3 separate regions of the Sus scrofa genome follow, and all the other regions are linked to region 3. The links are chromatin contacts, called in public HiChIP or PLAC-seq maps. All regions are on one chromosome and are shown on one strand. Each heading gives the region's core, a stretch centred on a gene start, on an enhancer-like site or on the middle of the called end of the contact. The rest is flanking DNA. Distances are from core to core; before and after follow the strand shown. Region 1 overlaps LOC110257796 (a long non-coding RNA gene). Region 2 has its middle 95 kb from the start of TMEM164. Region 3 overlaps ACSL4 (acyl-CoA synthetase long-chain family member 4).

Evidence for each region. HiChIP or PLAC-seq counts read pairs in DNA pulled down with a chosen protein or histone mark.
Region 1: a contact with region 3 is called in an H3K27ac HiChIP or PLAC-seq map of alveolar macrophages. The contact joins two enhancer-like sites. A contact is called at or near these places in 4 of 47 Hi-C or Micro-C datasets (adipocytes, adipose tissue, epiblast stem cells and 1 more) and 1 of 2 datasets of contacts at active chromatin or transcription factors (alveolar macrophages).
Region 2: a contact with region 3 is called in an H3K27ac HiChIP or PLAC-seq map of alveolar macrophages. The contact joins two enhancer-like sites. A contact is called at or near these places in 2 of 2 datasets of contacts at active chromatin or transcription factors (alveolar macrophages and skeletal muscle).

Annotation. Positions count from the first base shown.
Region 1 is chrX:89,947,961-89,951,126 of Sscrofa11.1, reverse strand. All of the region lies in intron 3 of LOC110257796 (a long non-coding RNA gene), which reads left to right. Among named protein-coding and RNA genes, the nearest start is that of ACSL4, 110 kb to the right of the region's middle. Within about 2 kb of position 1,591, at least 5 of the 83 cell types and tissues checked have an H3K27ac peak or open chromatin away from gene starts, as enhancers often do. A contact at or near this core is called in alveolar macrophages, where this site is marked.
Region 2 is chrX:90,008,947-90,012,024 of Sscrofa11.1, reverse strand. No RefSeq gene overlaps it. Among named protein-coding and RNA genes, the nearest start is that of TMEM164, 95 kb to the left of the region's middle. Within about 2 kb of position 1,409, at least 1 of the 83 cell types and tissues checked has an H3K27ac peak or open chromatin away from gene starts, as enhancers often do. A contact at or near this core is called in alveolar macrophages, where this site is marked.
Region 3 is chrX:89,804,527-89,807,459 of Sscrofa11.1, reverse strand. It overlaps ACSL4 (acyl-CoA synthetase long-chain family member 4), which reads left to right. Exons shown (of 16, transcript NM_001038694.1): 2 at 1,186-1,238. Among named protein-coding and RNA genes, the nearest start is that of ACSL4, 32 kb to the left of the region's middle. Within about 2 kb of position 1,614, at least 3 of the 83 cell types and tissues checked have an H3K27ac peak or open chromatin away from gene starts, as enhancers often do. A contact at or near this core is called in alveolar macrophages, where this site is marked.

The sequences.
Region 1 (3,166 bases), core at 342-2,841, 140 kb before region 3:
TGAATTTATTTATTTATTTAATTTTTTTTATTACAGTTGATTTACAATGCTCTGTCAATTTCTGCTGTAAAGTGACCCAGTTATACATGTATATATATACATTTTTTTCTCACATTATCCTCCATCATGTTCTATCACAAGTGATTAGACATAGTTCCCTCGCTGTACATGCAGCAGGATCTCATGGCTTATCCACTCATAGATGAATTTTTGAAAGCCATTTTCCTTTGACCCGGTTGGAGAAATGAAAAGTATGTTTGATAAGTTTGGGGATTCCTTTAGATTTGGTGTATTTCCAGTTTGGATGATAAAGTGGAAACTGTAGGCTTAAGTAACTTTTCGATTTCCAGATCTCATCTGGAAAGGAGCAGGTTCTCTTCCCGAGAAGGCATGATGAATAGATGAGTGCTTAGCGTTTTCCAAAGTGCTTACTATGCCCCAAGTGCCGTGTGAGGTGATTTAGCTCTTGTGAGAATCTTAGAGAATGGATGTTGTCATTCCCACTTGCTAGTTGAGAAATTAAGGCATATGGAGGTTAAGCAGCTTGCTTAATGTGACAGTGAAATGATAAAATTGAGGCAAACCCAGGTTCATCTGACCCAGAGTCAGGGCTTTTATCAGACACCACACGACCTAGGCTCTCTCTTTTATTCTACCAACTTTCTACTAGGTTGTGGTACGAGAAAGGTTATCCTGGAATTCCTATTGTGGCTCAGTGGTAATGAACCCAAACCCGACTGGTATCCATGAGGATCCGGGTTTGATCCCTAGCCTTGCTCAGTGGGTTAAGGATCAGACTTTGCCATGAGCTGTGGTGTCAGATCTGGCCTTGTGGCTGTGATATAGGCTGGCAGCTGCTGCTCCAATTCAACCCCTAGCCTGAGAACTTCCATGTGCTGCAGGTGCGGCCCTAAAAAGAAAAAAAGTTATCCTGACTATGGTGTGACGAGACCTTTAATCAAAATCAGACTGTCTCAAAACATGGTTCTAGTGTGCAATTAAATGGGAGGAAGAAAAAACCCAAACAACAAAGAAAACAGAGTTAGACGCTTTCAAGCTGGGGGGAGTCTGGGAGAATAAAACTTCCCCAGCTACACTTCCAGATGTGAAGACCCTACGATATTCTTAAGCTGTTCATTCAGCTTCCATTCTCTTTGCCTGAGAGTCCAGAGACCTGATGGCTCCAGTAGCAGGGAGAGTCATTGTCTTCAGGGCTAGAGGCACCAGTACCTTTGCGATGCTGGAGAAAAGTCCATCCAGCCTGAGATTTTTTTTTTCCTTTAAAGAAACCAGGTCTCGTGGGCTCTACAAAAGAAAGCCACGGCATTTATTGTGCTGTTCCTCACCTCACATCTGGGGCTAGATGTCAGAGGTGCCCAAACGTAGATCTCTTTCTTGGCTCCCAGCAGTGGAGGAGATGGAATAGCGGAAGTAAAAGCTCTCCATTTTGCGTGTGAGTAGAAGATAGGAAGTAGCCTTAAAGTTCCAAAGTGTCTGAGACACCAAGAATCACATGACTTTGAACACACTATACGGCTGATTGACCTTCCTGATTACAGCTCTCTGTAGCTGGTGTTATAACAACTTGGCACTTTAAACAGTTTTCGTGCCTATTATGTAACAAGGACTTTCAATAACACGTACACTCCAAGGGCTACGCTGCGAGCTTTACTTGCATTCTGTTCTTTAAACCCCACAGAAACCCTTCTCAGCAGTTACTAGTATTGTCCAAGCAATCCGTGCACATAGTTGAATGGATAGTACCAGGAGTCCTGGTATTGAAAAGAAAAAACAAACCCAGAAATCTCCACACTTCCCATTTCCTGTGTCCTTCTTTTAAGAGGGAACCACTCTCACTTCTCTTGGTTGGTTTGGGGGTTTGCTTTGGTATTTCAGTTCCTGACTTACAGTTGATACTGCTCTCTCTTGATGTTTTAATTTTAAGCATTTTCTATTTCCCTTTCTATATGAATTATCATGATTTTGTTCCCTTTCAACCCTCCCCCCTGCAACATACACATATACAAATGTCCTGTTTGGCTTGGAGTTGATAATAGTTTCCTTTTAGTTCACTCAGTTTTTTTTTTTTTTTTCTGGTCTTTTTAGGGCCACACCTGTGGCATAGGGGATTTTTCCCAGGCTAGGGGTTGAATCAGAGCTACAGCTACTGATCTACGCCACAGCCACAGCAGCACCAGATCCGAGCCACATCTGCGACCTACACCACAGCTCATGGCAACTCCGGGTCCTTGACCCACTGAGTGAGGCCAGGGATCGAACCCACATTCTCATGGATACTAGTCAGGCTCATTACTGCTGGGCCACAGTGGGAACTCCTCACTCACTTAGTTTTTATATGGTTATCATTACTAATCCAACCCCAGACTTCCCCAAATGATCTAATACTCTTCTCAATAAAGTCAACACATCAGATAATCTGATTTTTTTTTTTTTATGGAGACATCCTCTCAGAACCTTCCATCTACCTGTCTCTAGCCTACAGCATGGCTGTCTTCCCTTTACCTTCATCCTGGGACTTTTTGTCATCAGTCTCTTGTGTTGGACCCTTTGTTTCCTGGATCCCATGTCATCTTCTGGCCACTCCCTTGTCATGGTGATGCACACACTCCAATGGCTTCCTGCAAAGTGTTCATGGGAGGTAATTTTTTGAAGAGGTTATCCTTCAAATTCTGAAATTTTATGACCATGTGCCTCAGCATGTGTCTTATAGTCATTGTACTGGATACTTAGCCCTTAGGTAACTCATTTCCTTCTGCTGGGGGATATACTTCCATTATTCTGTTCGATTATTTCGGCTCCATTTTTCCCCTCTTCTCTCTCTGGGAGCTCACAATGGATAATGGTTCTTTAATTCTTATATCCTGTCTTTATTTCCTAACCTCATAGCCATTTAATTCTGCACTCTAGAGATTTTTAAAATATACGTTCTTTCTGCTGAATTAAAAACAATTCTACTCTAGTCGTTCGACTTTTTAAGAGCTCGTTCTTTTTTGGTCTTTTTGTCTTTTTAGGGCCACACCCTCGGCACATGGTAGTTCCCAGGCTAGGCGTCGAATCTGAAGTGGTAGCCACCGGCCTACGCCAGAGCCACAGCAGCGTGGGATCTGAGCCGTGTCTGTGACCTACACCATAGCTCACGGCAACG
Region 2 (3,078 bases), core at 160-2,659, 200 kb before region 3:
TGTGGGAGTGATTTATGCAGGTAATTCAGGTTCAGTTGCAATCAAGCTGTTGGCTGGAGCAGCCATCTCAAGGCTTGACTGGGGCTGGATAATCCAGTTTCAAGCTCACTCACATAGCTGCGAGGTCTCGGTTGTTTCTTGGATATTGGCAATATATGTCTCAGAGAAATGCCTGGCACATATTAAGTACTATATAAGTGCAAGCTATAATTATTATCAGCTAAAATCTCTGAGGAGTCGTCAAGAGATTTTAAGCAGATGAGTGTCCTGATCATCTGTGCTGTTTCAGAACACTCCCTCCAGCTTTAGTGTGGGGGGTGAACTGGTAAGGGGACAAGCAGGAGGGAAGGGACCCATTAGAAAGCTGTTACAGGGGTTCCCGGCATGGCTCAGTGGAAATGAATCTGACTAGCATCCATGAGGATGCACTTCCGATCCATGGCCTCACTCAGTGGGTTAAAGATCCAGCATTGCTGTGAGCTGTGGTGTAGGTCGCAGATGTGGCTTGGATCCCGCACTGCTGTGGCCATGGTATAGGCCAGCGGCTATAGCTCTGATTCGACCCCTAGCCTGGGAACCTCCATAGACTGTGGGTGTGGCCCTAAAAAAACAAAGAAGAAGAAGGAGAAGAACAAGAGGAAGAAGAAGAAGGAGGAGAACAAGAACAAGAAGAAGGAGAAGGAGAAGAACAAGAGGAAGAAGAAGGAGAAGAACAAGAACAAGAGGAAGAAGAAGGAGAAGAACAAGAACAAGAGGAAGAAGAAGGAGAAGAACAAGAACAAGAGGAGGAAGAAGGAGAAGAACAAGAACAAGAGGAGGAAGAAGAAGAAGGAGAAGAACAAGAGGAAGAAGAAGGAGAAGAACAAGAACAAGAATAAGAAGAACAACAAGAAGAAAGCTGTTATAGGTGAGAGATGCCAATGTCCTGGTTTAGGGTGGTGCTAATGGAAACAGAAAAATGGATTAATGCAGGGTATATTCTAGAAGTAGAGCTACCTCTTCATGGATAGATGTAGGTGATGACAGAGAGGGAGATAGAGAACACAGGAAGAGGTGCAAAGTTGTTTGTGGAGGTGAGGATGGTGGGTTGAATTAGGACCTTGAAGGGTTAGAGGTGCTTGTAAGACATCCATGAGGAAAAGTCCGGCTGGCTCTCAGAGCTATGGGTGTGGAATTCAGAAGAGAGAACTGGGCTAGAGATTTAGGAGTCATGAGCATACGGGTCATTGACCCATGGGTGTGGATAAGATTGCCTAAGGGAAAATATGTCTAGTGAGAAGAGAAGCCTGCCTAAGAAAGATCCTGCTGGTCACCAGCAGTGAAGAGAGGGCTGCAGGAAGAAGCATCTGCAAAGGAGAGTTAGAAGGAGTGGCCAGAGAGAAAGAGGAAAACCTGGAGGGCGTGATGACACATAAGCCAACGCAACATCTCATGAAGAGAACAGTGACTCAGCAGTGCCAGCGCTGCCTAGTGAAAGATAAAGGTCACAGAAAATGAGGGTTGAAAACATCCATTGAACGGACCAAGAAAGAGATCATTGGCTATCTTCATGAGAGTCATGACACTGGAATGGGGTGCAGGTGGGGAGATGTGGGGATTCCTTGTTCCAGCCTCTTTAAACTCTGAATGCGTGGGATTTATAGACCTTGGTGTTGAGTATCAATTCCTCTTCCTAAACAGAACCTTTGATCCCACAAGCTTCTTGAAGATATAGATTCATGAGTGGAATTTACAGCAACTGAGGTACTCCTTGACCAAGGACCTAACATTTATTGAATGCTAATGATTTTATTTATTTATTTATTTATTTATTTTTGTCTTTTTGCTATTTCTTGGGCCACTCCCGCGGCATATGGAGGTTCCCAGGCTAGGGGTCCAATTGGAGCTGTAGCCGTCAGCCTACGCCAGAGCCACAGCAGCGCTGGATCCGAGCCACGTCTGCGACCTACACCACGGCTCACGACAACGCTGGATCCTGAACCCACTGAGCAAGGCCAGGGATCGAACCCGCAACCTCATGGTTCCTAGTCGGATTCGTTAACCACTGCGCCACGACGGGAACTCCTCATTTTATTTATTTAAAAAAAATTTTTTTGGCCACATGCTGCAGCATGTGGAAGTACCAAGGCTAGGGATGGAACATTTACCACAGCAGCGACCTGAGCCACAGCAGTGACAACATCAGATCCTTTAACTGCCAGGCCAACAGGGAACTCCAAATGCTATTCATTTTACATGGATAATCTAATGTAATCCTGACACCTACCCTATGAGGTAGGGGCACGGCTAGAAGGCTTATGATGTGCCGAGTGCTTTCTTAAGTACTTCACATAGTCAACTTCTTTTTTTTTTTCTTTTTTTTTGTCTTTTTGCCATTTTCTTGGGCCACTCCCACAGCATATGGAGGTTCCCAGGCTAGGGGTCGAATTGGAGCTGTAGCCAGGGGCCTGCGCCAGAGCCACAGCAACGCGGGATCCGAGCCGCATGTGCAACCTACACCACAGCTCACGGCCACGCCAGATCCTTAACCCACTGAGCAAGGCCAGGGATCGAACCCACAACCTCATGGTTCCTAGTCGGATTCCTTAACCACTGAGCCACGACGGGAACTCCAGTCAACTTCTTTATATTCCCAGATAAGAATCTTGTGGCCCACATCACAGGAAAGACTTCGGCAGGGCTGGGTTTGGCCAGGATCAAGGAAGACAGAAACCAAGGTCCTCAGTCATGGGACAACTTCTGCTGCCTCTGGGCTTCAGGGAAATGTCTTTTCTGAGGAATGTAGACTGACAAGGGCATTTTCTTGTGTGGGTCTTGGAGCAGAACTGCCTGGAGCAGAGGCCATCTGATCAGGCATTGTTTTCGAATATCCTCCAGGAGGCCATGGTACATCACCCAGGGCCCATCTAAGATGATGCTCATTAAGGGGTAGAAGGCCTTGAACCACAGTCTTCTTTTGCTCTCCTTCTTAGGTACAGAGGAAGCTCTGGGGACTTCAGAAATCCAATTTTGTGATGACTCTGGTCCCCAAGGGAGCAGAGAGAGCAGATTGCCATTTCAGATTCTGGCCGCGTGGAG
Region 3 (2,933 bases), core at 365-2,864:
CCTAACTATCATGTCTGTCTTGTGCCGAGAACATTTAAGACCTAATCTTTTAGTGATTCTCAAGTGTACAACACAGTGTTGTTGACCGTAATTACTACGCTGTGCATTAGATCCCCAGAACTTATTCATCTTCTGGGTGGAACCTTGAACCCTTTAACAACATCTCCCCAATTCCTCTACCACCCCAACCAGTCTCTGGCAAGCAGCATTCTACTCTCTGTTTCTTTAAGTTCAGCTTTTTTGGATTCCACATATAAGTGATATCACACCCTATTTGTCTTTCTTTATCTGGCTTATCTCACTAACTGTAATGCTCTCAGGGTCCATCTATGCTGTTGCAGAGAGCAGAATTTCCTTTTTTCTCGTGGCCAAGTATGCGCCACTGGATATATACATCACATTGTCTCCATCCAGTCGCTCCTTGGCAGACACTTAGGCTGTTTTCATGTCTTGACTATTGCGAATAGTGCTTCAATAAACATACAAGTGCATTGAAGAGATCTTTAATATCCTGTTTCATTACCTTTGCATGTATAAGCAGAAGTGGGAGCGGGATTGCTGGATCCTATGATAGTTCTATTTTTAATTTTTTTGAGGAACCGCCATGCTATGTTTTATAGTGGCCCTACCAACTTATATTCCTACCAACAGTGTGGGAGGGCTCCCTTTTCTCCACATCCTCACCAACACTTGTTATCTCTTGTCTTTTTGATGACAGCCATTCTAACAGGTGTGAGGTGCTGTCTCATTGTCGTTCTGACTTGCATTTCCCTGATGATTAGTGAGATTGGGCACCTTTTCATGTACCTTTTGGCCATCTGTATGTCTCCTTTGGAAAAGTGTCTACTCAGCCTTCTGCTTATTTATTTATTTATTTATTTTGCTTTTTAGGGCCGTACTTGCAGCATATGGAGGTTCCCAGGCTAGGGGTCGAAACGGAGCTGTAGCCACCGGCCTACGCCACAGCCCCAGCAATGCAGGACCTGAGCCACATCTGCGACCTACGCCACAGCTCATGGCAATGCCGAATCCTTAACCCACTGAGCAAGGCTAGGGGTTGAACCTGCAACCTCATGGTTCCTAGTTGGTTTCGTTTCCACTGCACCACGACGGGTACTCCGAAAGTTTCTTTTTAAAGATCTGTTCTCATGTCACTGTACCCATACATGTTGTCTTTTATTGCAGATTGAAAGCACGAACAATAGACAGGTTCTTCTTAAGAGAAAAAGAAGAAATCTGTAAGTATTTGTCCTTTAAAAATTCTAAATTTGTAATCTTGTCCGCTTTTGGAGAAAATTAAGTGACCAAACTCATAGTCATCTTTCCTCTTTATTTTGGAAAAACCCTGCCAATATTTATGTTTGTGTTAAAAAGGCAATATTTGGGAAATTAAAATAGGAAAACCTTTTGCTCTGTGCAGCTTCTAAAATTTAAACCATCTGTCACTCGTTTATGAAAGGGGAAGTGATAATTCAAATCTCAATACAGTCTTTTCCTTTTGAGTATCATCAAAAATGGAGTCACAGGTTGGAGTTTCAGTTCTGACTATGGAGGCATATAGGCTGTGGGTTTTTGACAAGCTACTTAGCTTCCCTTTGCCTCTATTTCCTCATCTGTAAACATGAGCTTAGTAGGAAGTGTCCAGGGAACAGATGGAGTTTAATCTGTAGTAGTGTCTACTTTCTCCAATAAATTGAAGCTTATTCTAGGTACTATTTCTCAAACTGATTTAAAGATATTTCTGATCTTCCAGAATCTAAGCATTATAGTACTGTCCTTCACTGAGGCACCTACTCTAGACCATAATATAGAATGAAAGGATGTAACAGAGCACCTAAAATTAGAATTTTAGTGTTTGAGCCTTAGCTCTTGAAAATTGCCTAGTCCAGGGGTTCCCAAACATTGACTTTGAGACCCGTACCCTGGCCAGTGAAGAGTTTTTACTGGCCTATGATGAAGTGAGGAAAATAAGGACTGTAGGCCATGGTATTTTTTAAAGCTCAACTTTTTTCCATTTAAAGAATTGCTTCTTATTATAAGATATATACTTCTAATTTTGGGGAATTTGACATGTTCTATATTTTATGAAATGATAGTGGTAGTAAATGATAGGTTTGGGGGATTTTTTTTTTCTTTTTATGGCCACACCTCCAGCATATGGAAGTTTCCGGGCTAGGGGTCAAATCAGAGCTGCAGCTGCCAGCCTAACCACAGGCACAGCAACGCATATTCTGAGCTGCATCTGTAACCTACACCACAGCTCACAGCAATGCTGGATCCTGAACTCACTGAGTGAGGCCAGGGGTTGAACCCATATCCTCATGGATACTAGGGTTCTTAACCTGCAGAACTACAATGGGAACTCCTGTTTTTTGTTTTTAATGTCTATACCTGTCATTGCCCTCACTGTCCTTCATTTTTAAAACTTTTACTGCTCCACGATATCTTACAATCTGAATCCAACTTTCTCATTTTACAGATGAGGAAACAACCAAGAGGTTATTTAATTTATTCCAGATCCTACAGCTCAGCAAGCTGCTGAACCAGGACTAAAACCCTGTATAGAATGCTGCCTCTCTTGTATTTCTTGTCTTCCAAGGATTGCTTTCATTATAATAGGTTATGAAATTGAAACAGTCTAGTAGTTCTTATATGCTAATGAATATTTTTGAATTCCAAGTATAAAGAAATTCAAAAAGACTCAATGTTCTTATATGTCCAAGTGCTAAAGTCTACTGATTAGCCTGCATCAGAAAAATCTTAAACATGACCAAAGGCTTTAATCAACAGACCAGAATTAGCGCTCTTTCTCTGTCTCTCTCTCTCTCTCACACACACACACACACACACACACACACATACACCCTACACAGATAGATAAAAATTTACAGTAATTGGCCCTCAGCCCATCTAGATGTGTGAGAGAAAAAAAC